Linked DNA regions of Sus scrofa: regions 2, 3 and 4 are each linked to region 1. Evidence: chromatin contacts called from public HiChIP or PLAC-seq data. All regions are on one chromosome and are shown on one strand. The core of a region is the stretch at or near the end of the contact, and the rest is flanking DNA. Distances in the headings are between cores, read along the strand shown.

Evidence for each region. HiChIP or PLAC-seq counts read pairs in DNA pulled down with a chosen protein or histone mark.
Region 2: a contact with region 1 is called in an H3K27ac HiChIP or PLAC-seq map of alveolar macrophages. The contact joins the promoter of LOC102158443 here to the promoter of RPS5 in region 1. A contact is called at or near these places in 2 of 2 datasets of contacts at active chromatin or transcription factors (alveolar macrophages and skeletal muscle).
Region 3: an H3K27ac HiChIP or PLAC-seq map of alveolar macrophages shows a contact between it and region 1. The contact joins the promoter of LOC110261339 here to the promoter of RPS5 in region 1. A contact is called at or near these places in 1 of 5 promoter capture datasets (liver), 2 of 47 Hi-C or Micro-C datasets (liver and skeletal muscle) and 2 of 2 datasets of contacts at active chromatin or transcription factors (alveolar macrophages and skeletal muscle).
Region 4: a contact with region 1 is called in an H3K27ac HiChIP or PLAC-seq map of alveolar macrophages. The contact joins the promoter of LOC100518738 here to the promoter of RPS5 in region 1. A contact is called at or near these places in 1 of 5 promoter capture datasets (liver), 3 of 47 Hi-C or Micro-C datasets (blood, epiblast stem cells and heart right ventricle) and 2 of 2 datasets of contacts at active chromatin or transcription factors (alveolar macrophages and skeletal muscle).

Annotation. Positions count from the first base shown.
Region 1 is chr6:62,963,562-62,970,517 of Sscrofa11.1, forward strand. It overlaps RPS5 (40S ribosomal protein S5), which reads left to right and starts at 4,394. Exons shown (of 6, transcript XM_003128133.4): 1 at 4,394-5,075; 2 at 5,789-5,897. The coding sequence starts at 5,790.
Region 2 is chr6:62,736,994-62,743,949 of Sscrofa11.1, forward strand. LOC102158443 (zinc finger protein 606) reads right to left here and starts at 2,744. Exons shown (of 8, transcript XM_013998898.2): 1 at 1,591-2,744.
Region 3 is chr6:63,132,180-63,139,135 of Sscrofa11.1, forward strand. LOC110261339 (zinc finger protein 444-like) reads left to right here and starts at 2,489. Exons shown (of 3, transcript XM_021097421.1): 1 at 2,489-3,697; 2 at 3,782-5,125. The coding sequence starts at 3,298. The coding sequence ends at 3,792. All of the region lies in intron 1 of LOC110261337 (tigger transposable element-derived protein 1-like), which reads left to right.
Region 4 is chr6:62,830,727-62,837,682 of Sscrofa11.1, forward strand. It overlaps LOC100518738 (neurotrophin receptor-interacting factor homolog), which reads left to right and starts at 2,550. Exons shown (of 11, transcript XM_013998887.2): 1 at 2,550-3,136; 2 at 3,339-3,414; 3 at 4,290-4,416; 4 at 5,151-5,246. The coding sequence starts at 3,093.

The DNA of each region.
Region 1 (6,956 bases), core at 3,144-5,643:
CTTTACCACAAGTGCTGCAGGTGAGGAGACAGGTCTGAATCTGATCCAGCATTACCACCCCAGCCCTGCACATTTTGCCCTGAATTCCCACCCCCACCCCCAATTCCGGAGAGCCGTCCTGAACATGGGATCCTGATATGCCACTAAGGAAACTGAGAATGGGGAAGGGACTTAGGCATACCCACCTGGCTCAGGCACCTCTTTTGTGGTGAGGGCTAGAACTCCCCCTCCTATAACAAGCAACCGTGTCAAGCCATCCCACCTGTGCGCCCAGTGTTAGACCGATGGGCAGCAGGAGGCCCAAGTCAGGCAGTGGGCAGGATGTACTGGCTCTCTGTCTAGGCTGTGGGAGGGAGGGGAGACAGTCCTGAAGGAGTTAGAAGAACAATAAACATGCTTGTTGATCACTTTCATCTGTTCCTTTATTTGAGCAGGCTTGGGACCAAGGAGACCACCTCTACTGGTAATTCCTTGTTTACTGGCTCAGCAACAGCATTTTTTGCTTTTTAGGGATGAATCCGCAGCATGTGGAAGTTCCTGGGCTAGGGGTTAAATCAGATCTGCAGCTGCCAGCCCACTTCACAGCCACAGCAAGTGCATGATCTGAGCTGCATCTTCGACCTACACCACAGCTCACAGCAGCACCGGATCCTTAACCCATTGAGCAAGGCCAGGGATCAAACCCATGTCCTCATGGATACTAGTTGGGTTCATTTCCGTTGAGCCACAAGGGGGAACTCCTCAGCAGCCTTTTCCTTAAAATGGGAGGAGCCTGGGAGTTGTCTTTCTGCACAATGGGTTGATGGCTTTGTCACTATAGTGGCTTGGGTTGCTGCTTTGGTGAAGGTTTGACCCCTGGCCCAGGAACTTCCACATGCTAGGGGCACATCCCCCCAAAAAAGCAGCTTAAGGGGCCGAGAGAGCCCCTCTCTGGATTATTCCAGATCCAGTGGTCCACGGGAAAGGCCTAGACTTGACTGAACTCATTTACTCATTGGGCAAATATGTACTAGGCCCTTTGCTGGGTTTGTCGTTTTGTTTTATTTTATTTTGTTTTTGTATTTTACAGCCACACCTGCAGCAAATGGAGGTTCCCAGGCTAGAGGTCAAATTGGAGCTGTAGCTGCTGGCCTGTGCCACAGCCACAGCCTTGCCAGATCTGAGCTGCGTCTGTGAACAGCTCACAGCAACACTGGATCTTTAAGCCACTGAGCAAGACCAGAGATCCAACCTGCATCCTCATGGATACTAGTCAGATTCATTTCCGCTGAGCCACGAAGGGAACTCCTTGTTTGTTCGTTTGTTTTTTAGGGCCACAGCTGGGGCATGTGGAAGTTCCCAGCCTAAGAGTCCAATCAGAACAGCAGCTGCTGGCCTACACCACAGCCACAGCAATGCCAGATTCAAGTTGCATCTGTAACCTACACGGCAGCTTGCGGCAATGCCAAAGCCTTAACCCACTGAGTGGGGCCAGGGATCAAACCCACAGCCTCATGGATACTAGTCAAGTTCATTTCGGCTGATCCACAATGGGAACTCCTTTTTTTTTTTTTCCCCTTTTGTCTTTTTAGGGCCCTACCCATGGCATATGGAGGTTCCCAGGCCAGGGGTCTCATCGGAGCTATAGCCGCCAGCCTATGCCAGAGCCACAGCAACGTGGGATCCGAGCCGCGTCTGCGACCTACACCACAACTCATTGCAACACCGGATCCCCAACCCACTGAGCGAGGCCAGGCATCAAACCTGCAACCTCATGTTTCCTAGTTGGATTCGTTTCCGCTGCGCCACAACGGGAACTCCTGTTGTTGTGGTTTTTTAATGGCCACACTGAAGCATATGGAAGTTCCTGGGGCAGTGATTGAACCTGAGCCACAGCTGCAGCATATTCCATAGCTGCAATAACACCGGATCTTTTAACACACTGTGTCAGGTCACGAATCAAACCCACACCTTCACAGCGACCTGAGTCACTGCAGTAGGATTCTTAACAATAGGAACTCTGCTTTCAGGCTCTTTGTATGTGCACGGATTCCTGGAACTGGGGCAGACAGGATGCACAGAGGGTAGGGAGGCCAGCTGAGGCAGAAGTCAGGCGCTGGGGCTAACCACCTTAGAATCCCAGCTCTGCCTGTTTTTGCTGTGTGACTGGACAAGATACTGCCTCTCTTGGTATCCGTGACTATCAAATCAAGTTGTTCTGAAGAGCAAGTGGTCTGATTCCTACACTCTTAAGGCCTACCTGGGGTTAGGAAGGGGCTTCCCCAGGCTGACCTGAATTAGGACACGACCAGGAAGAGGGGCAGACCCAGATAAGGAGGTCTTGTGAACAGGTGACAGCAGGATGCAGTGTCCTGGGGCTGGAATTGGTGGAGGAGGGCGTTCCAGCCACTCTGCCCGCCAAAAGCCTAGAGTGGGAGCAGCAAGTTTATGACAGACTTTGTTCACGTTACTCGTGAGCAGGAGCTCCCATCATGGCTCAGCAGTTAAGGAACCCCACTAGCATCCATGAGGACTTGGATTCGATCCCTGGCCTTGCTCAGTGGGTTAAAGATCTAGTGTTGCCATGAGCTGTGGTGTAGGTTGCAGACACCAACTCGGATGCCGCGTGGTTGTGGTGTGAGCCGGTGGCAACGGCTCAGATTGGACACCTAGCCTGAGAACCTCCATGTGCCATGGGAGAAGCCCTAAAAAGACAAAAAAAAAGTCATGAGCAGACATTGGATGACAGATTCAGTATTTCCAGTTGGGGACACAGCAAAGAACAAGCCAGAAAGCCTGCCCTCATGGAGCACCTGGAAAAGCAGTGCAGAGGAGATGGCCCGAGCTGGTCAGCACAGAGTGGACGTGTCCAGGAATAGAGGGTGGGCCTCTGCAGGGACTTCCTCCCTCCAGCCTGAAGAACACAGCACCAGCATCCCCAGATTCATGGGGTCAGAATCCAGATTTTGTTCCTGTGTCCTGGGGACCTGGGGAGGCTAGACTCTCCCAGACCTGGCACGTCGTGTGTGACTGCTAGCTGTGCAAGGGGACCCCCCACCATGGGGCTTTACTGTGGGACCTCCCTCCTGCCCTCCGTTGCACGGCGGGTCCCTCTCGCAAGGTCAATGAAGATAGCCATTTCAAGTGACCTCCGGTAGTCCAAGAACCACAGACAGCAAGCGGGCCTTATCTGACTTCATTCCCATTTCCACACTGATGGGAAGCTGAGGTTCAGACAGGTGGACCCCCTCAGCTTTTGAGGAGAAAGGGCCAGGGTTGGGGGACCCTTCTAGGCCCTCCTGTGAGGGTGTCTGGTGCCTATTCCCAGCCTCCCTGTTTTCCTCCAGCCAGCACCCCACCTGATGACTCCTCTAGGACCAGGGAGAGCCCCCAAGAATCAGAGAGTGACCTTCTAGGACCCGGAAGAGGCTGACTTAGACTCTCCCTGTCCCCACAGACCTAGTGAGAGCCCCAAGGCTGCTGCTCTGCACAGGCCATGGAGACCACAGGCCGCCGGGAATGGGGCCTTGGCTTCTCGGGGCTGAGGATCTAACCCCCTGCCCAGAACAGCTTCCTGCCCTGAGCAGTGGCATAAATGGTGACTGATGACAGTCCAAGAGGGCCCAGAGTTTCTGGTCTGAAACCTGGAATTGGGTTAGGGGTAGGGGCAGGCCTTAATATGCCGTGAGTACCTTTACAATCAGTCAACAAACCTGGAAGCATCTGAGCACCTGCAATTTGGCAAGCCCCGAGGGTGAGCATGTGGGGTTGCTGGGGACAAATGAAGGACCACCAGGCTCAGGTGGCTGGGGCTCTTCAGTCTGAGAGGAGAATCCCCCACCCTTGTAGGCTAAGGTGGGTACGGGAAGGTGAGGAGCCTCATGGAAACTGCTCTGCCAGATGCAGCTCCCTGCTATCAGCCCAGTAGTGGTGAGCAGCTACAATGGTGGCTGCCTCTGCCAGGCCAGCCAGGAAGGCACTCACATCCCAGCACAGCTTCACGTCTGGGCCTAACATATGCTCCATGCTGACCACTGTGGTCATGGGCTGCAGAGCAGGCAGTGTACCCACCACTGTGCTCAACCTGCACTATGCCAGTGACCTCACCAGCGCAGGCCCCAGCTGGATCAAAAAGGGCAGAGGAGAGTTCCCAGGTGGGCTGGTGGAAAGGACTCTGACTACTATCCATGAGGATGTGGGTTTGATCCCTGGCCTTGCTTGTTGGGTCGGGGATCCGGCGTTGCCTGGGAGCTGTGGTGCAGGTCGCAGATGCAGCTAAGATCCCCTGTTGCTGTGGCTGTGGTTCAGGCCAGCAGCTGTAGCTCGGATTAGACCCCTAGAGTGGGAACTTCCATATGCCTTGGGTGTGGCCCTAAAAAGAAAAAAAAAAAAAAAAAAAAAAAGGCAGAGGCTGTTCTCCAGTCTCCTCCTCCAGGGCTCCTCCCGGAGGCTCATCCGCGTGCAGTGACCGGGCGGGAGACAGGGAGAATGGTGGAGGACCCTGGCATGGGGTGAAGCAAGGGGTCCCCTCTTGGAAGCTCAGGCCCCAAGCCGACCGACCGCGCGAGTATAGCAGAGGAGAACCGTAAGTGATGCCTGCTCATCCGCCTCGGGTAGGGACTACAGCAGAGAGCTGTCTTAATGCCCTAACACCACTAAGCCGCCGGAGCCCACAACTTGTGGTGCTGGTATAGCGGCGAGCGCTGGCCAGACTTCTGCCCACATTAGACATGGCGGCGCTGACCTCATAGAGACCTCTGCGCCTGTGCAGCGTCCCCCTCCACCCTAGCCTCGCCGCGAACAGGCAAGAGCTGGAAGTCGGACATCCGCCAAGAGCACCTTTGGGCTCGCTTCTGCAAGTACGCATGCGCCGAGCGTTTACGTGTTCTGTCAGCCCCAAAGGGCGCCTTTGCATCCCTGCTCCGGATTGGTCTATGGATATGCCGTGTTGTTCTGCGCACGCGCTACTTTTGCTGACCCGGAAGTTATCGCCTCACTTAAAATCGTTGGACCGCTGCGCACGGCCTCTTCCTGTCTGTGCCAGGGCGGCGCGTGGTCCACGCCAAGCGGTAGAGACGCCTCAGCCGCGGTCTTAGGTAAGGGTCTCGGGGATTTGTGGGTCCGAGGACCAAACCAGAGTTTTCCGGAAGTCGTGTGTGAGCCCCGACCTCTTGAGCTTCCCCTGGAAGGACACAAATAGTGGCGCGGGGGAAGTTACTTTTGCCCCGTTGTTGGCTCCCGGTAGCCCCGCCGCCGCCGTAGCCTTGCCCCACGGCGGACCGGAGAATGTTGGCTTTGCCTCTACAATTGTACTACATGTAGGAAGTAGCTGTTGTTTTTAGGTGCAGTATGCAGGGTTTTTCCTAGATAGGAGCCTTTAGTCCCTATTTGGGGTCAGAAACCAACTTCAGCCCTTGCGTTGATAAAGCGCAGAATTACTACTATTGAATCTTTTCCGTGTTACTTTGTAAGCTGAGCCTAAAGCGGTTTATAGACTTTTCTAAGGTCCCAGAGCTCTTGAAGATGGTTGGGATTTTAACGCCAAGTCAGTGCATTTGGTCTCGTCTGCCCATTCTGGGCTTCACTGCAACTGTTGAAAGCGTGCCTGCCAACTCTTGGCCTCGGAATTCCTGGGTGAGAGACGGATGTTTCTTGCTGAGAAATGAGTGGTTTTTCTAAGGCTCAACAAAGTGGACCCAGATGTTTGCAGCTTTCCTTGGTTCTTGGTGACTTCTTATTTTTCAGGATGTGGGCTAGCTTCAGACTCAGTGGTGGGTATGCTTTGGGTTTTGACACTTTGTGTTCCTAGGATGACGGAGTGGGAGACAGCTGCACCCGCAGTGGCGGAGACCCCAGACATCAAGCTCTTTGGGAAGTGGAGCACCGACGATGTGCAGATTAATGACATATCCTTGCAGGTGAGGGGTTTTGCTGCGCCTCTAATGGTGGAATCACTTGAAAGTCATAGCTGTTCTCCAAGAGTCGAAGGTGGCTCAAGTAGAAGAGGAACACCGCACCCATCTTTGGTGTTTTTCCTTGTGTCCTGTTAGAAGTTGCCACATTGGTAGTCAGGAGATGGTTCCTTCCTGAGAGTGTCCCATCCCACAAGCTATTTGGTAGGAAGAGTCACCATTGTAATGTTTTAAAGTGTAAGGGCCTGATGGTATTGTTTTGTTTGGGGAAATCTAATTGTCTCAAAATTCTGGTTCTTATTTTTGTCCTGTAGAATTTAATGCATCTTTTTAACAAATTTAGGTCATGAAATGTAATTTAAATCTCTGTTATATCTTACATATACATATTCTAATGCCAGTATCTCTCAGTTGCATGGCCTTGGTACACTTTTTGGAAATTTTTGTTGAGCAAAAACATAAAAGTTTATTTCTGAACTCAGTTTCGTTGGTCTTTGTGTCTATGCTTCTGCCAATACCCCAGGCCTTTTTAAAATTTTATTTATTTATTTATTTATTGTCTTTTTAGGGCCGCATCTGCAGCATATGGAGGATCCCAGTCTAGGGGTCGAATTGAAGCTGTAGCTGCCGTTCTGTGCCAGAGCCACAGCAATGCTGAATTCTTTTTTAATTTTCCGTTATAGCTGGTTACAGTGTTCTGTCAATTTTCTACTACACAGCAAGGTGACCCAGTCCCACAAACTTAAATACATTCTTTTTCCCACATTATCATGCTCCAACATAAGTGACTAGCTATAGCTCCTAGTGCCGTACAGCGGGAATGTATTGCTTATCCATTCCAAGAGCAATAGTTTGCATTTATTAACCCCAAATTCCCAGTCCATCCCTCTCCGTCCCCCTCCCCCTTGGCAACCACAAGTCTGTTCTCCAAGTCCATGATTTTCTTTTCTGTGGAAAGGTTCGTTTGTGCCATGTATTAGATTCTAGATATAAGTGATATTATGTGATACTTGTTTTTCTCTTTCTGACTGACTTCACTGAGTATGAGAGTCTCTAGTTTGGTCT
Region 2 (6,956 bases), core at 1,494-3,993, 230 kb before region 1:
AACCTGCATCCTTGTGGATACTAGCTGGGTTCTTAAGCCACTAAGCCACAACAGGAACTCCTAAAAGGAACGTTTTTTCCTATGAAATGGTAACAGACAACTGGATAGTTATAAGAAAAAATAAATCCTGGAGTTCCCATTGTGGCGCAGGGGAAACAAGTCTGACTAGTATCCTTGAGGACAGGGGTTCGATCCCTGGCCTTGCTCAGTGGGACAGGGATCCAGGATTGCTCTGAGCTGTGGTGTAGGTCACAGGCTCAGATCCCGCGTGGCTGTGGTGTAGGCTGGCAGCTGTAGCTCTTGTTTGACCCCTAGCCTGGGGACTTCCATATGCGGTTGGTGTGGCTGTACAATGCAAAAAATAAATAAACAAATGAATAAATAAATACACAAATCCCTTGTCTACTACCTCACACTTACATAAAAATTAAATCAAGGTGGAGATTACATTTTCATGTAAAAGCAAAAACTGTACAACTACCAAGAGGAAACAGGAGAATATATTTGGAGTTTTGGCACAGTCAAAGATTTCTCTGAACATTTAAGAAAAAAGGAAAGAAAGGAGTTCCCGTCGTGGCTCAGTGGTTAACGAATCCAACTAGGAACCAGGAGGTTGCGGGTTTGATCCCTGGCCTCGCTCAGTGGGTTAAGGAACCAGCGTCGCCGTGAGCTGTGGTGTAGGCTGCAGATGAGGCTCGATTCCCACATCACTGTGGCTGTGGTGTAGGCTGGCAGCTACAGCTCTGATTAGACCCCTAGCCTGGGAACCTTCACACACCACGGGAGCAGCCCAAGAAAAGGCAAAAAGACAAAAATAAATAAATAAATAAAAGTTTTTTTAAAAAGGAAAGAAAGAAAACACAAAACGCATAACCTAAAAGAAAAAAATAATAAAATCAGACCTTAGTAATCCATGACCCAGAAATTTCACCCCTAATTTTGCAAGAGCAATAAAAACACAGGTCCACTCAAAGCTCTGTATAAGAATGTTCACAGCAGCATCAGTCACAACAGCCCCAAACTAGAGCAAAGCTCAACGTTCATCAACAGAACAGATAAACTGCTGCTCATTCAAAAACTGAAATACTACTCAACAGGGTAATTCCAAAATGAAGATTAAATAAGAGCAGTATCAGGCAAACACAAAGTGGGGGAATTCTGTCACTGCGAAATAAATGACAAAGCGAGCTCTTTAGGCAAGAGGAAAATAAGCCTGGGAAGAATTATGCAAGTGAAGAGGAGTGAAGAGCAGGACAAAGGGTAGATATGAAGGAAATTATAAACAGGCTATAAAGATCCTGTCCCCATCCAACCCGGGCAGCATCTTGGGAGAGGCCTCTGTCCATCACCCATGGCTCTACCGCGGGTTCTAGCTGGGCACCGAGAGCTGGCTTGGGGATCCAGGGCCCTGTCCAAGGGAGCGATCAGGCTGTGAGGCTCCGGTTCACTGATCCCGCGCGCCCGGCCAGGTCACACCCGCTCTGCTGAGACCCCAAGCAGAAGTCGACGCAAGGCACAGCCCCGCCGCGTGACGAGATGCCCAAAGGTCTCCAGCACACGTCTCAGTGCAGCCATGTCCTCGAAGGTTACCTGCCCCCGAGATGTCACCCCTGTGTGCGCGCAAACAAGACCCTTTTCTTTGCAAAGCTCCCAGAAGGTCAGGGAAGGGCCACATGAGGACGCGAGGAAGGACTCTGGTGGACAGAGATGTCCTGAGCGCTCTGGCTTCCGAGAGGTACCTGTGGCTTTCCGGGGGTGCTGCGGGTGTGCCGCAACCATTTGGAGGGGTGCCTCCGTACTACCGAAACCTTTACCCCCTAAGAATCTCATTCACTTCTCGGGAAACGAGGGATCCTCCCCAAGTTCCGAAGGTACAGTCCGCCTTTGGGATTCCTCTTCCTCTTGGTGCCACCAGGTATAAAACGCCGACCACGTTACGAACGGTTGATGACGTTAACATCCGCCAGGGGTTCTCTGGGCTTGGGCGCAATACCGAGTCTCAGACAGAAACACCCGTAAACCTCGAAAGAGCCTAAGAGAGCAGCTGCTACTTCCTGCGGTGCTTTTAGTCTTTCCACGAGAGCCGGGGCTCAGAAAGCGCTCAGGTTTTGGAACACAGGTTACCTGCTTCAACAGAACCGAGGAGACATGAGTCCTCTTTGGGCAAATCTTTCCAGGCGATGAGAAGACCGGAACCGCGCGTCGCTTGAATGGGTGGACGCTCCACGCGGGTCACGCGTTTTCGCGCTGATACCTTCATGCGGCGGACACACTCGCGGACTGCAGACCAGGCGGCGTCCTCTACGTCCCTTCAGCCCTCCTCGGCCACGACGACAGGCGGAGGGTCCCCGGTTGGGGGAGACACGCCCTCCGGCCCTGGGTTCAGACCCCGTGGGTCAGGAGGGAGGGCGCGGCCACGCACCGGGAGCCGGGCTGCCAGGAGCCCCGCGGCCGAGGTCGCGACCAAGTCAGGGCAAGAAGCGAGGGGGCAGCGTCGAGGGCGGCCAGGCGCTCTCACGGGGGAGGAGCCGGGGCCGAGATGCCGGCCGGATCCGCGGCCCTCCGGAGGGGTACTCGGGACCCCAGGCCGCGGCGGCCTTCGGCGGGAACTACCACGGCCGGGAGGCCCCGCGGCGCCACCGCCGGACGTACGCGAGGGCGCCGCAGCCGCCCAGGAGAGGCCCGCGAGGGCGCCGGTGGACGGAGTCCACTTCCCAGTAGCCCCCGCGGCGGGGCGTCCCGGCCCACGCGAGCGCACGCGAGGGACGCCGGTGCGTGGGGTCGCCGCTGCGCTCACCTCCCAGGGGCTGTAGTGCTACGGCCGGACCGCCACCCGAGGGCGCCCGAGAGCCCGATGACATCTTCCAGACGGCACGGCGATAGGCGCGACCCCCAAAATGAGTGTGCGCGGCCGGACCTTGGCTGGAAATGGAGCTTTCCGGCATTCGGTCCAGGTTCCCGGGCCAGGGCTAGACCACACTTAGACCAGTTTCTCCTGCTGTAGGACACGGAAGCGACACTTGGGCGGGCGTCCACCACAGTCTGCGCGGCCCGAAGATGAGCGTTCTGGGTGTTCTAGGGACTCAAATTCACATTAGCCTTGTCCGCCAGGCGGCGTGCGTGAGTACTTAGAGCTTCTGACTACATCTCCCAGGGCGCTCCGCGATGCCAGTGGGTGGCTCCAGTCTGCGGCCCCTAGGCGCGAGGCATTTCGGGAATTGTAGTCCATTGTCTCCAGGCTTCGGGAGGCCGCTGACGACAGCCTGGTCTCCACACAAGCGGTGGACGATGGTGGAACCTCAGGAGAGTTCCCTTGTGGTGCATGAAGGGAGTCCGGTGCTTGGGTGGCCGCCGTGCTGGTTCTTCTGGCAATTATGACCCGGCTACGGGCGGAAGCAGGGGCGGGGGTCCAGAAACCTGACTACATTTCCCAGAAGGACGCGTGCGTGGCCTCCCCACCCACGTGAGTGCCCGCGGAAGCCCCCAGTGGGTCGGGTCACTGCTGTGCTTGGCCTCCTGGGAGCTGTAGTCCTCAATCCTGACCACAGACCTGGGGGTCCGCAGAGCCAGGCCACCTTTCCCCGAAGGACTGCCTATCGCGTAGTCCACACCTGAGAAATTCTTCCCTACCCCCACCCCCAAAAAGATGCTACCTTCAAAAATATACCTTAGTAGGGACAAAATAAATGTCACCTTGTTTGTTTTATAGGAGACATAGATTTACTTATCTGCCTTTTTTGGGCCACACCCGTGGCATATGGAGGTTCCCAGGCTAGGGGTTGAAGGGGAGCTCCAGCTGCCGGCCTACAGCACAGCCACAGCAATGAGGGATCCAAGCCGCATCTGCAACCTGCACCACAGCTCACAGCAACGTCAGATTGTTAATCCACTAAGTGACGCCAGGGATGGAACCTGTGTCCTCACGGATGCTAGTCAGATTCATTTCCGCTGATCCACGACAGGAACTCCTAGATGTGTTTATTCATTTTTTGGCTGGGCCTGAGGCATATGGAAGTTCCCAGGCCAGGGATCGAACCTGTGCAACAGCAGCTACCTGCACCATTGCAGTGACAATGCTGGATCCTTAACCACCAGGCCGCCAGGGAATTCCTGGGTTTTTTTTGTTTTGTTTTGTTTTTTTAATTTATTTATTATTTTTGCTTTTTAGGGCCGCACCTGTGGCATATGGAGGTTGTCAGGCTAGAGGTTAAATCAGAGCTACAGCTGCCGGCCTATGCTACAGCCACAGCAATTTAGGATCCAAGCCACCTCTGCGACCTACATCACAGCTCACGGTGATGCCAGATTTTTAACCCACTGAGTGAGGCCAGGGATCGAACGCACAACTTCATGATTCCTGAGGGCACAGCGATTCATTTCCACTGCATGAGGAGGGGAACTCCCCTGTTATTTTTTAATGGTTAAAATTTTTCCCAACTAGCAGCAGTGACTGTTATTAGCAATGATTGTGGGCTGAGTTAGATTCCCCTCAAAATTCACATGTTGAAGCCCAACCCCCAGTATCTTAGGAAGCATCTATATTTGAAGGTTAATAAATAGGAAATGAGTAATTAAGGTACAAAAATGTCAAAAGGGTGGGCCCTGATCCAATCTGACGGGTGTCCCTATAGGAAGAGATGAGTAGGACACACACACAGGACACAGCCTCGCGGGACTTGCCCAGAGGGATGACCACACGAGGACAGAGGGAGAGGGCAGCCACCTGCAAGCCAATGAGAGGCCTCAGAAGGAAGCAATGCTGTCAGTACCTTGCTCTTGAATGTCCAGCCTCCAAAACTGGGAGAAAAGTAGGGTCTGCTCTTTCAGGCATCTGTCTGGGAGTTGTGTTGCAGTGGCCCTGGCCACCTGAGATGACAGTCACCACCCTTTCTACCATCCCTGCCTTTGACGATTAAATTGCTGCTTTGAAACACAGTGGGCACCCCCCCCCAAATGGAAAGACCCAGGAACCCACGGTTGGTGAGGGTGCATTCAGTGCTCCCGCCCTAAGCCCGGCCCTTGTGGACACATTACCTCTCCTGGCAAGAGGGACTTTTCCGATGTGATTAAGGGAAGACTCTTGACGTGAGAAGCTGCTCCCGTATTAACCGGAAGGATTCAAAGCCATCAGGTGAGCCCACATAAGTGAGAAGGAAAAGAAGAGAAGGCTGAAATGCGGCGGCAAACGTGAAAAGACTTGGAGTGGGGGTGGGGGGAGGGCTGCCTTGGAAGATGGAAGGAGACCCTGGGGCAGGGGTGCAGCAGCTTCTAGAAGACTGGAGGGCCCCTGGCTGACAACCCGCAAGGAAACAGGGTCCTCGATCCTACCACTGCAAGGAGATGAATTCCGCTGACAACCTCCATGTCCTGCGGGACAACCTACAGGACTAGGTCCTTGCCCTGAACAATTAGCAAAGGATACAGCCCTCCCGACACACTGATTTTAGCCTCTTGAGACCCGAGATGGAGGCCTGGCTGAGACGTGCTATACACGGAACTTCAACCAACAGAAGCATTTGGAGATAATAAATGTGTGGGCTTTTTGTCTTTTGTGGGGTTTTCTTGGTGGTTTTTTTTTTGGTCTTTTTAGGACCACACCCACAGCACATGGAAGTTCCCAGGCTAGGGGTTGAGTCGGAGTTGTAGCTGCCGGCCTACACCATAGCCACAGCAACACAGGTTCTGAGCCACATCTGTGAGCTACACTGCAGCTCCCCTCAATGCTGGATCCTTAGCCCACTGATCAGGCCAGAGATCGAACCTACATCCTCATGAGGTTCTTAACCTGCTGAGCAACAGTGGGAACTCTTGCAATCAGATTCTTAATCTGCTTCATCCCAGTGGGAACTCCAGTCCATTTTATAAATAGCGAAAAGCAACCAAAATTTCGAGGGCCCACTAGGTACCAGCTGGCCCTGCCCTAAGAGAGTTACACAGACAGAGTCATTTTGTCCCCATGTCAAGTCCAGAAATGCACAGTGGCCCAACACCCATTTTATAGATGGGGAAACGGGGGCTCAGAGGGAGGAAGCCAGGCATGGATCAAATACTTCAGGTCTCCAGGAATCTCCAAACTTTATCATTCTCAGTCATTGCAGGGTATTATTTATTATTATTTGCTTCTTAGAGAAAGTTCCCGGGCTAGGGGTCGAACAGGAGCTATAGCTATCAGCCTACGCCACAGCCGAGTCTGCGACCTACACCACGGCTCACAGCAACGCAGGATCCTTAACCCACTGAGTGAGGCCAGGGATCAAACTCAAGTCCTCATGGATACCAGTCAGGCTCCTTACTGCTGAGCCGAAGTGGGAACTCCCCATCTGATTCTGATGCATCAATAAATCTCTCTGGTTGACTGACTTGGCCTCACGTGTTCCTCCTTCAGTGAACCTAACACTTTCCACAGACTTTCTAAAGCTACAAGGGCTGGTTCACACCATCCTTTGTGTTTTTGAACAAAACTACTCCCTTTGTCTTTGATAAATGAAACTCAGGGGAGTTCCCTTCATGGCTCAGTGGTTAATGTGCCATAGGTGCAGCGCTAAAAAGCAAAAAAGAAAAAAAAAGAAGAAAGAAACTGAGCCTGTCGGCTGACTGAGTCATTTGTGCATCATTCCCAGAATGGCCTTGACCACTAAACTTTTCACCTAAGTACCTCATTTCTCCTTCAAAGAAAACTCAGAGGAAAGCAGTTGCCAGCGCTCTGCCCTGTGCAAGCATTCTGCCGGGCGGAAAGCTGATGGCCACACACGGTGTTACCTCCTGAAGCCCAAGCATCCTGGTCACACCTCCCCAAAGTGTCAGAAACAAACGCATTCATTAACACGACTCATTTCCATGCCATCCTGAAATACACACACATAGGAAGTCAAGGTAGAAATGATAAATGTATTCTTTGAGACCAGCCTTTCAGGGGTTATAGCGTCCTTAGATATTATCCCAGGATCCAAAGACCA
Region 3 (6,956 bases), core at 1,239-3,738, 170 kb after region 1:
AGGCCTGAGGAGGGAAAGGCAGGAACAGTCCCGTTGGAGGCCAAGTGCGGTGCAGCAGCTCAAGAAGGCAGGTAACCAGGTGGGAGGAGTAGCGGCGGCTGAAAGGCAACTTGGCACAGTACAGCACGGGAAAGCCACAGGTCTGCGGTCTCGCGGCGCGCGCGGGCTCGTCTGGCTCCAGGGCTCGTTTCCTTGAAATCGGGGACACCGCTAACACCCCCTCACAGGCCCCTGAAAAACTCCATTTCCCGGCAGCTCCGCGCGCTGGTGCCCGCCGCCTCCTGGGAAAGGCACTGTCCACAGCTCGACGGTCTGGCCTCACAGTCCAGGGACTACATTTCCCAGAGAGCCTTGCGGACAGAGCCGGTCTTGCGCACTTTTCACTTCCGGACGCGGAAGGTTGTCGTGGAAACGCAGACGCTGCCGCGACCTCTTTCTTACCTTCTTGCGCGTGAGCATGCACTATGGTAAGGAGGGGGGGTGGGGGTGGCGACAAGGAACGGGAAGTAATCCTTGGGCAACCGGAGGCTCCCGGGTCAGGGTCCCAGGGGTAGTTGCTTTTGGTTCCTGCGTGGCGTTGTTCCGCGCTGGCCCGCGTGGCTCCCGGAGGCGGTGAGTCCGGGCGCAACGCGGCAGAGGCGTCGGAAATGCCGGGGGTAGGGTGTGCTGCTGGCCAGAGGACGGCAGGAGAGGTGGGGCGGAGCAGCAGCGCCTCTTTCGGCCGAGCCCGGACGAATTCGCGGGGAACGTGGCGCGGGTGCTGCTGGGCCTTGGAGTCCGCGGGACTCTGGCCATGCCTCCGGGGGTGTGGCCACGGACCCGCACTGGTCCCTTCCGCGGTGGGGTTTCTGCGCCTGTCTCTGGCGGTTCCCAGTTCTGTGCGGACTCGCCGTCTTTTCCACCCAGCTCCCCTAAACCATTCTCACTTGCCCTGGGAAGTCTTTGAGGATTTCCGCAGCTGAGGCCTCCTCTTTGCCCGCTCTGTACCTTCGCTCTCCTCTCCCGAAAGTGAGAGTATGGACGCACCCGGGGATAAAATCAGATCCTTAACCCTTCCAAAGGCTCTGCAAGATCGCCCTGGCCACACAGCCTTCGCATTTGCCGATTCCGCTGCCTAGACTGCCCTCCCCTCTAAGTATCATCTCAGAGCACCTGGGGGTGAGAAGCCCAGCGGTGGGGGCTGTTCGATGGGGCAACCTGGTTCTGGAGAGCCCTGACCAACCCTTTGAAGACATGCTTTGGCGTTGAAAACGCAATGATAGCAAATGAAAACGCCATTGGAGGAAAAAAATTCAGCAGTATGCAGACCTTACAAAAGAAAAAGGAGACGTCCTCCACCTCCAGTTCTTTTCCCCAGAATTGCCAGCCTAGGGGTTGGTGGTTTTCAAGATCCTCTTCTGAACATTTGTAGCAGTGGCCCTTTTTTGTCGTTTAAGTTTTTTTTTATTTTAGTATTTTTTTATTACTCAAATGAATTTATCACATCTGTAGTTGTATAATGATCATAACAATCCAGTTTCACAGGATTTCCATCCCACAGCCCAAGCACATCCCCCCACCCCCAAACTGTCTCCTCCAGAGACCATAAGTTTTTCAATGTCTGTGAGTCAGCAGCTGTTCTGCAAAGAAGTTCCGTCTGTCCTTTTTTCAGATTCCACATGTCAGTGAAAGCATTTGATGTTGGTGTCTCATTGTATGGCTGGCTTCGCTTAGCATAATTTCTAGGTCCATCCATGTTGCTAAAAATGCTGGTATTTCATTCCTTTTAATGGCGGAGTAATATTCCATTGTGTCTGTGTACCACATCTTCTTGATCCACTCCTCTGTCGATGGACATTTAGGTTGCTTCCATGTCTTGGCTATTGAAAATAGTGCTGCAGTGAACATCGGAGTACATGTGTCTTTGTGAGTTGTGGTTTTCTCTGGATAGATGCCCAGGAGTGGGATTGCTGGATCAATTGGTCGTTCTATGTTTAGCTTTCTGAGGACTCTCCATCCTGTTTTCCACAGTGGTTGCACCAATTTACAATCCCACCAACAGTGTACTAGGGTTCCTTTTTCTCCACACCCTCTCCAGCACTTATTGTTTGTAGACTTTTGGATGATGGCCATTCTGGCTGATGTAAGGTGGTACCTCATCGTGGTTTTGATTTGCATCTCTCTAATAATGAGTGATGTTGAACATCTTGTCATGTGTTTCTTGGCCATCTGTATGTCTTCTTTGGAGAACTGTCTGTTTAGATCTTCTGCCCATTTTTTGATGGGGTTGTTTCATTTAAAATTTTTTTTTTTTTTTTTTTTTTTTGCTATTTCTTGGGCCGCTCCAGCGGCATATGGAGGTTCCCAGGCTAGGGGTCAAATTGGAGCTGTAGCCACCGGCCTACGCCAGAGCCACAGCAGCTCAGGATCCGAGCCGCGTCTGCAACCTACACCACAGCTCACGGCAATGCCCGATCGTTAACCCACTGAGCAAGGGCAGGGACCGAACCCGCAACCTCATGGTTCCTAGTCAGATTCGTTAACCACTGCGCCACGACGGGAACTCCTCATTTAAAATTTTAATGTTAGTGGGATCATGTTTGGTGAGGTGGGCCACAGCTTACCTTCTTGTTTAGCGCTGTAGAGTGGCCGTTTCCCTCTGTCCGTGGTTGACCTTGACTAGCTGAGGGGAGCTGGGTGTCTCAGGCTCCACAGGAATCTTCCATGAGGGAAGACAGGCCTTGCATTGTTGGAGCAGTTCTTGCGATCCCCAAGCAGCTGCATTGCAGCTGTCCCCAGCTTCCATCTTGGCTTCCAGTCTGTCCCCCACGTCCCTCTTGCTAGGCCCCACGTACTGCATCCTTCATGTGCTCAGAGCCTCCCTGGACACCCACCTTCTGCTAGTTCCTGCCAGCACCTCTGCTTGGCTGCTGGTGAGGTCCTCTTGGTCACCGAGACCCTGGATGTGCCCATGCCCTGTCCCCAGGAGCAGTCCTCCTGCCTTGGCCGAGTCGACCTGAGTTCCTGAAAGCTTCCCTGCAGGAAGCTCTCCATCACTGTTCCCCTAACCAGATTCCCAGTGTGAGGCATCCTCATGAGGGCACAGGTGAGGAGGGTGTGGCTGGAGGTGTCCCCAGCCAGGTCGCCACCTGGCCAGGTTTGTGGACAGTTTCTCCCATGGCGAGTGGTCTTGCATGGCGTGAGTGGGTGGAGGGGTGTGGGTGGCCCATGGCCCTGATCGAGTTTGTATGTGTCTCAGGAAGAGGGTGCATGTGGCCCCAGTGAGGGCAGGGGAGGCCAGCTTCCCTAGGTCTTGCCATGGCAGCGGGCCCAGCACCCATTGACCAGGAGAAGCTCGTGATCACCAAGATGGGGGAGGATGAGGCCGCCTGCTGTGACCCCAAACCGTTCTCCAATCCTCGGCCCCGAACCCTGTCGCCTGGGCTTGGTAGGGACCCCTGGCAACGCCTCTGCAGCTTCCGCTTTGAGGAGGCAGTGGGTCCTAGGGAGGCCCTGAGCCGGCTTCGGGAGCTGTGCCGCCCGTGGCTGAGGCCCAAAGTGCACTCCAAGGAGCAGATGCCGGAGCTGCTGGTGCTGGAGCACTTCCTGGGCGTGCTGCCGCCTGACATCCGGGTCTGGGTGGCATCCCAGGGCCCTGCAAGTGGCAAGGAGGCTGTGGCGCTGTTGGAAGACCTGGCTGAGATGTCGCAGGAGGCTGGTGAGCCAAGGGAGCCAGGGCAGGACCGTGCAGGGGTCCAACCTGTGACCCGGGGTCCTGAGTGCCTGCCCCCACCGCCCCCAGTGTCCTCATAGCTGGGAGGAGGCCTCGGAAGCCGTGACGTGACTGGAGACTTTTCTGGCCTCTGAGGCTCCCAGAGGCGTGAGCCTGAGGTTGGTGTGGCTTTTCCCCTCAGGGTGCACCGGACCGTGTTTCCCTTCCTCCTTCGTCTCAGGTTCGCTGAGCCCGTGCGTGTGCTGGGCCCTGGCGGGAGGGCAAGGGGAGAGGCAAGTCCTCGGCCTCTTGGAGTCCGGTCTGGTTGGAGAGTTGAGCAGAGAGACGGCCGCTCACACGAAGGGGGCCCCCCTTGCTCTGGAGCAGGTGGAGGCAGGAGGAGGGGGCACAGGTCAGCCTGGCCGGGGTGGCTTTGTGGTTCCTGCTGTGTGACATTTTCACCCTGGGCTTCGAGGGGCAGGAGGGACGGTGGTTCCAGCCATCTGTTCACGTGGGCGTGTGTTTACGCCTTTCCTCACACACGGGTTTATGCCGTTCTTTCTGCCTGCTTGGCTGTTTGTATCAAGACAGAAACCTTAGCACTTAAACAAAAGATGGCTTTATCAAGCTATAACCTACATATCAAGACATTGTCAATTGGTGGCTTTTAGTCCATCTGCAAAGTTGTACAGCCGTCACGCGTGTCTAAGACGGTCCTGTGCCCGATAAGCCCCGTGCTCGTTAGCAGTCACTCCCCGTTCTTCCCTCCCCAGTCCCTTGGCAGCGCAGCCACTGATCCCACATTCTCATTCTGAGCATTTGATTACACGGAGTCATACGTATGTGGCTTCTTACACCCGGCTTCCTTCGCTGAGTGTGACGTCTTCAGCGGCCATCCGCGCTGTACGACGTCGGGATCTCACTCGTTTTGATGGTTAAATACTAATCCGTCCCGTGGGTCCCCCAACTTTCTGTTTATTTCCTTACCAGGTAATGGATATTTGGGTTGTTGGGTCCTCCTGGCTGTGGGTAGTGCTGGTGTGAATTCCGTGACTCTATCTGTGCAGGCAAATGCTTTCAGAGTCTCTTTGGTTACATGCTGAGGAGTGGAGTTGCTTTATCTCATGGTAAGTGATTGGCCTTAGAAACTCACAGGAGGGGCTAGGAGAAGGGGCTGCCGCGGGTGGTGCTGGGGTCCCCCGGGGCACATGAGGAGGCTGGTTCTGCACATGTTGGAAAAGTTGCAGACTGGATTCCGCTGCCCTGAGGAAAACCTTGATAACGCAGGTCTGGTTTTCACCTAGGCGTGAGCGTGAGGTGCACCCGGTCCTCCCTGGGTGCCTGGCTGTAGTGCCGGACTCTCTTCTGAGCCCGTCGCCAGTGTTTTGAGATTGGCTGTCTTCTGAACAGTGGCCAGCATTTGCCTCCTTAGAGGTATGTTCCCTGCTGCTGGACAGATGCTTAGCTGATGCACGCTGTTAAAAACAGACATTGCGTCATAGCAGCGTGGGTGTTGGAACAGCAGCCTGCTGGTCACTGAGTGGACTCAGGCCTGACGCTTCCACGGGTCCTGGGGGACACGTGTGGTTATGTCCACGCAGCCATGAAATCACATGGTTTCAAGTTCACCACAATTCACATTTACATGAAAACTTCCTTTACTGCGTGCCTTTACCTTCTCTCAGCCCTGTGGGTCCCTTCAAGGTCCCAGCCTGAGAGGCTAGAGGTGCAGCTGAACCCACCCTAAACCCAGGTTGGGACTCAGTCCCATGTGCCGGGACTCAAACCCAGTCTAAATCCGAGATTGTGTCTTGAACCCACAGTTTTAAATGAGGATCACTCACCGGGCATATGGACTCACTGAGGTTCAGATTCTTTATGCCTCCACGCAGAAGGAATTCAGTGAGAGACAAAGTGATGGGCAAGAAATCAATTTATTAGGATAGGACACTTGGGAGAGAGGCAGGAGGGCAGGCACGGAAGCTCTGCCCCAGGATCCAGTGGGTCACAGTTTTATCCTCCAAGGGTCATGGGGGTCGGAAAAGACCAAGCCTCTTCCTCTTTCTTCGAGTAGTAGCTCCTTGGTATCTGGTCCTGGTGCTTATTTAAATCAGCAGAAGGGCGGGCTTCAAACTCCTGCCCTTGGTCTGAAGCTGAATGCAGGCCTCATCCCCCGCCCCACCCAGCAACTTGAGGCAAGTCTCGTGCCTCCACTAGTCCAGCAAGCCTGCCTTGTTCTGATGGCTTTCTGGAGCAATTATTAATCTGCGGTGATCTCCCAAAGGTTGGTCTTCTCGAGCTCTCATGGTCTTGGAGGCGACTACCGTGGCTCTCGGGGAGTCCAGGGTGAGGTCCTGAGCTCTTCTGTGCATGTCACTGTTGCAGGGATTTGCAGGAAGGAGTCCCAGGTTTTAACAAGGCTGTTAGGCTCAAGGTTATAGTTTATTACTGTGAAAGGGTCCAGGTTAAAGTCCGCGTGGAGAAGGGGCCTCGTCTGGGAGGTACCAGCCTCGAGAGTCCAGGCGTCCTTTCCTGTGGGGGCCTCTGCGCTGCTTTGTTCCCGGCATTGACGAGCAGCGACAGGCGTGGGGTCTTCTCCAACAGGGAGGCCCCCCGAAGCGAGGTCCGTGACATAGGTAGGGACCGTGGCTTCCCTCAGTGACTCAGCCTCAACCTCCCCCCCAGGGGTCAGGCTGATCCTGTGTGGCTCGAGGTCTTCAGCATAAGTCACATTGTCAGCAGAAACTATCCGCTGTGACCCGAGGCCTTAGGTAAGCAAAGACTTAGGCGGAGTCTTCCAAGGGCCGGCCGTCCCCTCCCAGGAGCAGGTCAGGGGTGGGCTTTTGTTAGGAGTGTGCAGGGCGTGGGCCGCTGAGGCCTGCTGGGTCAGCCGTGCACTGCACACCCAGCTACAGCTGAAGGAAACTTCTTTTTTTGAGGGGGGGCTTTTTAGGACCACACCCTCGGGACATGAAGGTTCCCAGGCTAGGGGTCGAATCGGAGCCATAGCTGCTGGCTTACACCACAGCCACAGCAACACCAGATCTGAGCCAACTCACTGAGCGAGGCCAGGGATCGAACTGACATCGTCATGGATACCAGTTGAATTCGTTTCCACTGCGCCATGATGGGAACTCCTGAAAGGTGCTTCTAATGGCCGTTCCCGTGGCATTTCAGTGACTTGGGTTTCGGGCCTTGGGTGTGCTCTGGAGGATGTGTGTGGGGTCAGAGTGGCTGTAGGTCAAGCCACGGCAGGGTGATCTGT
Region 4 (6,956 bases), core at 1,300-3,799, 130 kb before region 1:
AAAATTTTAGGGCTACATCCATGGCATATGGAAGTTCCTGGGCTAGGGGTTGAATTGGAGCTGTAGCTGCCAACCTACACCACAGCCACAGCAACCCCAGATTTGAGTCACATCTGCGAGGAAATGCTAGATCCTTAACCCACTGAGTGAGGCCAGGGATCAAACCCATATCCTCGTGGATATTACTGGGTTTGTTACCACTCAGCCACAACAGGCTGAATGAAATGTTTGTAATATAATCAAATAGCACGCTTTATTCGCTAAGTGAGAAAAATAACAGGCAATTCATTATTAAAGGTTGTATTAAAGTGGCATTCATGAGTCAGTCCTAAATAACATACTTATTTAAAGTTGCCTTTTAACCTCAAATCTTGTTTTAATCCTATATGCAGAAAGAATTGAAAAAACTTCCACGGGGGCTTGCTTCCTTAATATGTCAAGGCCCCACTTAACGGTGAACCACCAGAGGCATCCCCAGTCACATTCAAAACGATACAATAATTTGGCCACCTAATTGCCATTACACTGCCTGGGGCTACACAACATGAAAAACTGAATGTCAAAATACAGAAAAGAGGGAGTTCCCGTCGTGGCGCAGTGGTTAACGAATCCGACTAGGAACCATGAGGTTGCGGGTTCGATCCCTGCCCTTGTTCAGTGGGTTAAGGATCCGGCGTTGCCGTGAGCTGTGGTGTAGGTTGCAGATGCGGCTCGGATCCCGTGTTGCTGTGGCTCTGGTGTAGGCCGGTGGCTACAGCTCCGATTCAACCCCTAGCCTGGGAACCTCCATATGCCGCAGGAGCGGCCCAAAGAAATAGCAGAAAGACAAAAAAACAAACAAACAAACAAACAAAAAACAGAAAAGAGGCCTAAATTATTAAATGAATAGGGGTGTTTTATCTACAATAGCTAAAAAAAATCCTAGGAAATGCTGTTAGAATAAGGAACACCTGTATGGTCTCTGGCTAAGTACGAACACGAAAAAGTCAACAGACTTAAGGTCTTAATAGCAGCAAATACGATGAACAATGTGATGTGCAGCCTGCACATGGATGTGTCCCACAGTGACCACAGAACTTAACAACTCCTGGAACAAATTTAGTATGCGGTGGACAGAATGACCCAAATAGAGCACAGGGCTGCTGGAACCTGCTAGGAAATCCCAAGGAAGTGAGGAGACTACACTGGGCCGGCGCTGAGAAGGAGAGGAGAGCCCCAAGCAGCAACGGGAGAACATCAGAGCTTAGACCCTGGAACCTGAGACACCAGACACTGGACTCTGAGGAAGACATGAAAATATTTTGTCCCAGATGCTTCAATATGATGAGAGGGGGAATGCATCCAAGGAAAAAGAGCAAACACCACGTCTGAGGCAGCCAAAGACTTCTTTCACTTCCTAAACATGGACATCTAGCTCGCAAGTGAGGACACTGGGCAGAGCATCTTGTCCAGCGTCCTCCAACTGCCTGACAAAGATCCTTTGCTGAACCTTTTCCCCAGGAAGGCCCATGCGTGTACTTCCTCGTACACACATTTCCTCCACTTTAGCAAGAATCCTAAGTCAGTTTATCAAGAATTCCTTACTTCTCACATCTGATCAAAATCATCGTCCCCAGTATCTCTCCCAGGTGATATTCCATCACCCCAGCCTGCCTTCAGTAAAAAAACCTATCAGCTTGTTTCAAAATACCCCTAGACTTGATGTCTCTTCCTAATTTTCTACCCACCAACTACCCCCCACCTCCACCCCCCTCCCCAATCCTTGACTATAAAGCAGAATTCAGCTCAGTTCTACAATGAAGTCACCCAACCCCTGTTAAAACAGTTTATTGAGTAAAATCTATTTCCACCGCTTTAACTACCGTCCTGCTCTGGTTTATCGTTGACAACCCCCACGCCCCATGCCTTGAGTCCACGTGACAATGCCCTACTCCCCACAACTTGGGTGGACAGTTAGTCCTGGCCCCTCCGCACTGTCCATGGGCCCGACCCCGCTCCCCTCCCTGGGCCTGGCGGACGTTCAGCTTCGTCCTCTGCACACTTCCGGGCAGGCCCGTCTCCCCTTCCCTCCTCAGGTATATACATATATGTGAACATATATATATATACTTGTGTGTCTTTTTTTTCAGGTCTGCACACTGCAACATATGGACGTTCCCAGGATACAGGTGGAATGGGAGCTACAGCGGCCGGCCTACAGCACACCCACAGATAGGCCAGATTCAAGCGGTTTCTGCAACCTACACCAACGTTGGATCCTTACTCCACTAAGCGAGGCCAGGGATCAAACCTGCGTCCTCAGGGATACTAATTAGGTTCGTTACCCCTGAGCCAGGACGGAAACTCCCCTTCTCTGGCATATTGCCCGCTCCCCTCCAGAACACCTCCCACCATTCCAAACCGCCCCTTCTTCCTCTCCGTTAGGCGTGGATGCCCTCCAAGCCCCGCCCCCTTCTCGGAACTTGAAGGACGTCTAGCCCTGCCCCCAAGCACTTCCGGCCCGCCCCTCCTCCCTCCGTTTTGGGTGTGAGCTGCAGCCCGCCCCACCCCTCTGCATTTCCGCCTCAGCCCCGCCCACGCTCCCTTTCTCCACTTCCGGCCCTCCCCACGCGTGGTCGCCCATATGTCAGGGCACGGCTCCTTCCTGGCCTGCGTTGCCGTCCTCGCCGGTGCTGCAGCCCAGTCGCTTGACGGGTCCAGCCCGAGGCCTTCTCTAGCCCAGCGGGACTACTAGGGCGCCCTTCCGTCGCCCGGGCTTCGCGTGCCACCCAGAGTTGGCCCGCCAAGATGGCCGTCGCCTGCAAGGTGGGGGCGCGCCCCGCCGCGGGGGTGTCTGGGAGTTGTAGTCCGGACCGGCGCGCTGACGCACTTCGCCACGGACCGACGGGCGCCATAGTGCGCCGCGCGCGGGGTGAGTGCGGCGCCAAAACCGCGCCCGTCGGGGACTCTGTTCCAGGCCGGCTCTGCAGGGCAAGCCCAGCCGCAGCCCCCATTTCGCCAAACACAAGAGGAGCTCAGAACCACCTCGCCTGCCGTCCTTCCGCCGCGGGGCCTGAAGGGGCAGTGGGGGTCGGGGACTTGGGGCCCAAAAGATGCGGGGACCGGGCGGGCCGTCCCCCCTCAGGGCTCGTGAAGGGTGAGGAAACGGACCGATTCCTTCTGGGTGTGGAGGATGGGGAACCGGCCCTCTGGGTGTTCGAGAGCTGCTGGAGACAGCCCTTCAGGGCGTCTTCCGAAGTGGGGGATGGAGCTGTCATTTCCGGTTGTTTGGGCTGAGGGGGGCGGGGGCCGTGACTCAACCCTCGCGCCCCTCCCACCTCCAAATTTGACTTTCTCAGGACTCTGCCCACTCCCCCGAGACACCTCCAGGAAGAGGAAGGCATGGCTTCCGGGCTTCCGACGGCCTGGTTCCCTGTGAGTAGAGGGTTCTTTATGAGTTTTAGAGTCCATCCCTGAAATGCCCCGGGCCGCGCAACATCTCGGGGTTGGGCGAGGAACTGGCTGGGAAGGAGAGACCTTAGTGGACAGAGGAATAACAAGTATTTTAGCTTTCCAAGGATAAAGGTCAAATTATGGGGGATTCTCATTTATCCATTAAACTAGGAGAGTGGGAGCTGGGGAGGGAGACGTTGACAGGTCTAAGCAGGAATCAGGCTTCTATTTAGATTTCAACAGCTACTTTAGCATTAAAGCTTAGTTATTGGGGGCTAAGGATCCGGCATTTGCCGTGAGCTGTGGTGTAGATCGCAGATGTGGCTCGGATCCCACAGTTGCTGTGGCTGTGGTGTAGACCAGTGGCTACAGCTCCGATTGGACCCCTAGCCTGGGAACTTCCATATGCAGCAGGTGCGGTCCTAAAAAGCAAAAAAAAGAAAAAACTTAGTCACTGGGAGAGAAGAGAGATGAAGATGGATCCTTGAAGGGTGGAGGAAATATAAATAGTATGGGCAGTGGGTGGGAGCTGAAGGCTGGAGTGTGTGATGATTCAGCTCATTGCGGAATCCCGTAGCAGGAGGTATACCCAGGAATCCCCAGGTTAATAAAAAATGGAGAGGTTTTCAGAGAATGAAGAATCTCCTTCGGCCTTACTGGGTAGTCCTCCATGCTGTGACCAGAATAGGGTCAGCCTTGGGTTTGCTGTTTCAGACAAAAGCAAGAACTCATGATGAGATACCTGCATGCTTTCAGGTCACCTTGTTGACTGTGCCTGCATGTTCTCAGTCAGCCTCTCCCTCCTGTCAGTGTGGGTGACGACAGGCCCTGACTGAACAGGCACCTGTGGGTTTTAGGAACCAGTGACTTTTGAAGATGTGACGCTGGGTTTTACCCCAGAAGAGTGGGGAATGCTGGACCTTGAACAGAAGTCCCTGTACAGGGAGGTGTTGCTGGAGAACTACAGGAACCTGGTCTCAGTGGGTAAGGATGGCCTGTGTGTCAATAAAGATTTGCGCTTTGCAGCATAAATGTGGTGCCTTTGCAGTGTGTGTCAGCTTGGGCTCATCCTGCAAGTTCAAACGTCAAGGTCTTTGGAGCCTGAGGGAGAGGACTTGACTTTGTACACACAGGACAAAGATAACCTCACAGATAACTTCTGAAGCATTACCTGGTCCACCCCTGAGGCACTGAATGCTGGGGAGGTGGGTCAAACAGAGGTTTTCAGCTAGCAGAGGCAGAGCTGAAACGAATTCCAAAGGACATGGCGTCAGGTCTGACCGCTCAAGAGTATCATGAAAGACCCAGCTCGTTCCATCGCTCCCTGGTTAGTGTGAAGTTTTCCATTCTTAGGTTAGTAGATGCCGGACTGTGACATCAAGTATCACGTTCATGTTCAAGGCAGAAAGAAAGGGAGGCGGCAGCCCTGGCCAGTTCTCTTTTTACAGACTGACAGGGAAGAAGAACAATGCCTGGGGGCCCTAGCTGGCAAACTTCCCTTTGTGCCTTGCTGGCCAGAACTGGGTCCTATTGCTCCTTTACTGGGTAGAGTCCGGAACTGCCAGCCACTAGCTAAAGGGAGGGGGCGGGAATATCAGCACCGCCTGTCACCAGCAGTTAGGCCCCAAGGGGAGAACACGGGACCAGAATTGCTGTAGCCGGAAAGTATTTTCTCCCGAACACAGACCCCCAAGCCCTCTCTCTTTTCCCTTGGGCAGAGCATCAGCTTTCCAAGCCAGATGTGGTATCTCAGTTAGAGGAGGAGGAAGAGCTCTGGTCGGTGGAGAGAGGAATTCCTCAAGACACCTTTTCAGGTGAGAACCAGGCACAAGGGATCCTGGCAGGGAGTGGGCCGACTGGGCAGTCAGGAGCTGGTGTCTAGAAATTGAAGTGGCGGGGAAAACGCCCAGAGGGGGTGTTGTGTCGAGTAGTTGCAGACCTGCTGGATCAAGCTCTGTGTTCCTATGGCCCGAGTTGGGTGTACCGCTTAGCTGAACGTGAACCTGTTGCCAGTGCCTGGTTGGCAGTAAGGCCTCCCTCGTCGTGCTTCACACATCATCTGCTGCTGCCCTTCCCGTATGTATTCAGCAACTGGTGTGTGTCTCCAGCCAGGTTTTAAAATATGTTTACACTTCTGGTTATGTGTTTGTGCCCTGAGGGTGTTCCTGTACTCAGTGCAGAAAGGTGCACTTCTTTAACAAATACAGTGCAGACATCACTTGACTTGTTCCTCCTGATGGACGTTCAAGTTACTGCAAAAAGTGTCTCGCACACATTTTTTTTTTTGCACATTCAGGTTGGTTTTTTGTAGGATTTCTAGAAATGAACTTTGGATCAACCAAGATGTAAGTAAAAAAATCTGGTAGCAAGAAACTTCTAAGATCCTTTGAAATATGTATGCTGAACATGTGAGCTCCTTTTCCTCTTTGTAAGATACAAGTGATTTAGAGTCCGCTTTTTAAGGTTTGCACATCTGATGAGAAAAGGTATGTTCAGTTTAGTTCACATTTCTCTCATGGAGTTACGTGTATTTTCGTAAGTTTACATGTCATTTGTGTTTTTTCTTTTGTGGATTTATATATTTTCCTTTTTTCCCCGTTGCTTTGGTTTTTTTTTGGGGGGGGGGACTCTACACTATATCATGGATGTTAATATTGCAAATATCAGGCCAATATTTCTCTTCTACCTCAAGTCTTTGTGAAGAAATTCTATAGATTCAGGTATTTTTTCCTTTTAGATCCGTCTTTATTCCTCTTCCTTGTTTCATCTCATACTTAGGCAGATTGTACAAATATTTTCCTACATTCTGGTATTTTGGGGTTTTGTTTTCATGATGTGGGACACAAGTTTTTTCAATACCATTTTCAGACTCAGTTCTTCCGATTATTGGAAATGCCATTTTTGTCATGGATATAATTCTCATAGTCATCATCACGTGCAGGCCTTCTTGGCCCCTTAGGCTCCCTTGACCTCTGTTTGTCTCTGAGTAAATGCCATATTTCTCTACTTATTGTAGCTTTATAAGTAACTTGGATGAGTAGTAGTTTCTCTCATAATTAAAAAAAAAGGCGAAAAGGACCTATTAGCTGTTCTCAAACAGATGAGCACTGAACCATCAGCTTGTCAGCATTCATTGAGAAAAATCCTGTTAGGACAGTTATTACTTTTGGGGTCGGGATGGGGGGAGGGGGCATGAGCATGGCTTGTAGAAGTTCCCAGGCCAGGGGTCAAACCTCCACAGCAGTGACCCAAGTTGCTGCAGTGACAGTGCTACTACATTCTTAACCTGCTGCACCGCAAGATACCCCGGAACATACATTGCATTGATTGGATTGGATTTGGAAATTTCTCAATGTAGAACTCGTCTCAGTTGAGTTCTGGCGCAGGTGCACAAAGGGGTCTCCTCTCACTATGCTGGCCAGCCCTTCCAGTGCTGTTGTTGGGCATCTACTGTAATTGCTGTTAATCCAGAGTAATCCTGCCTTGAGGTCTTGCATAGTTGTTGCAGATGAACCTGTTATGCT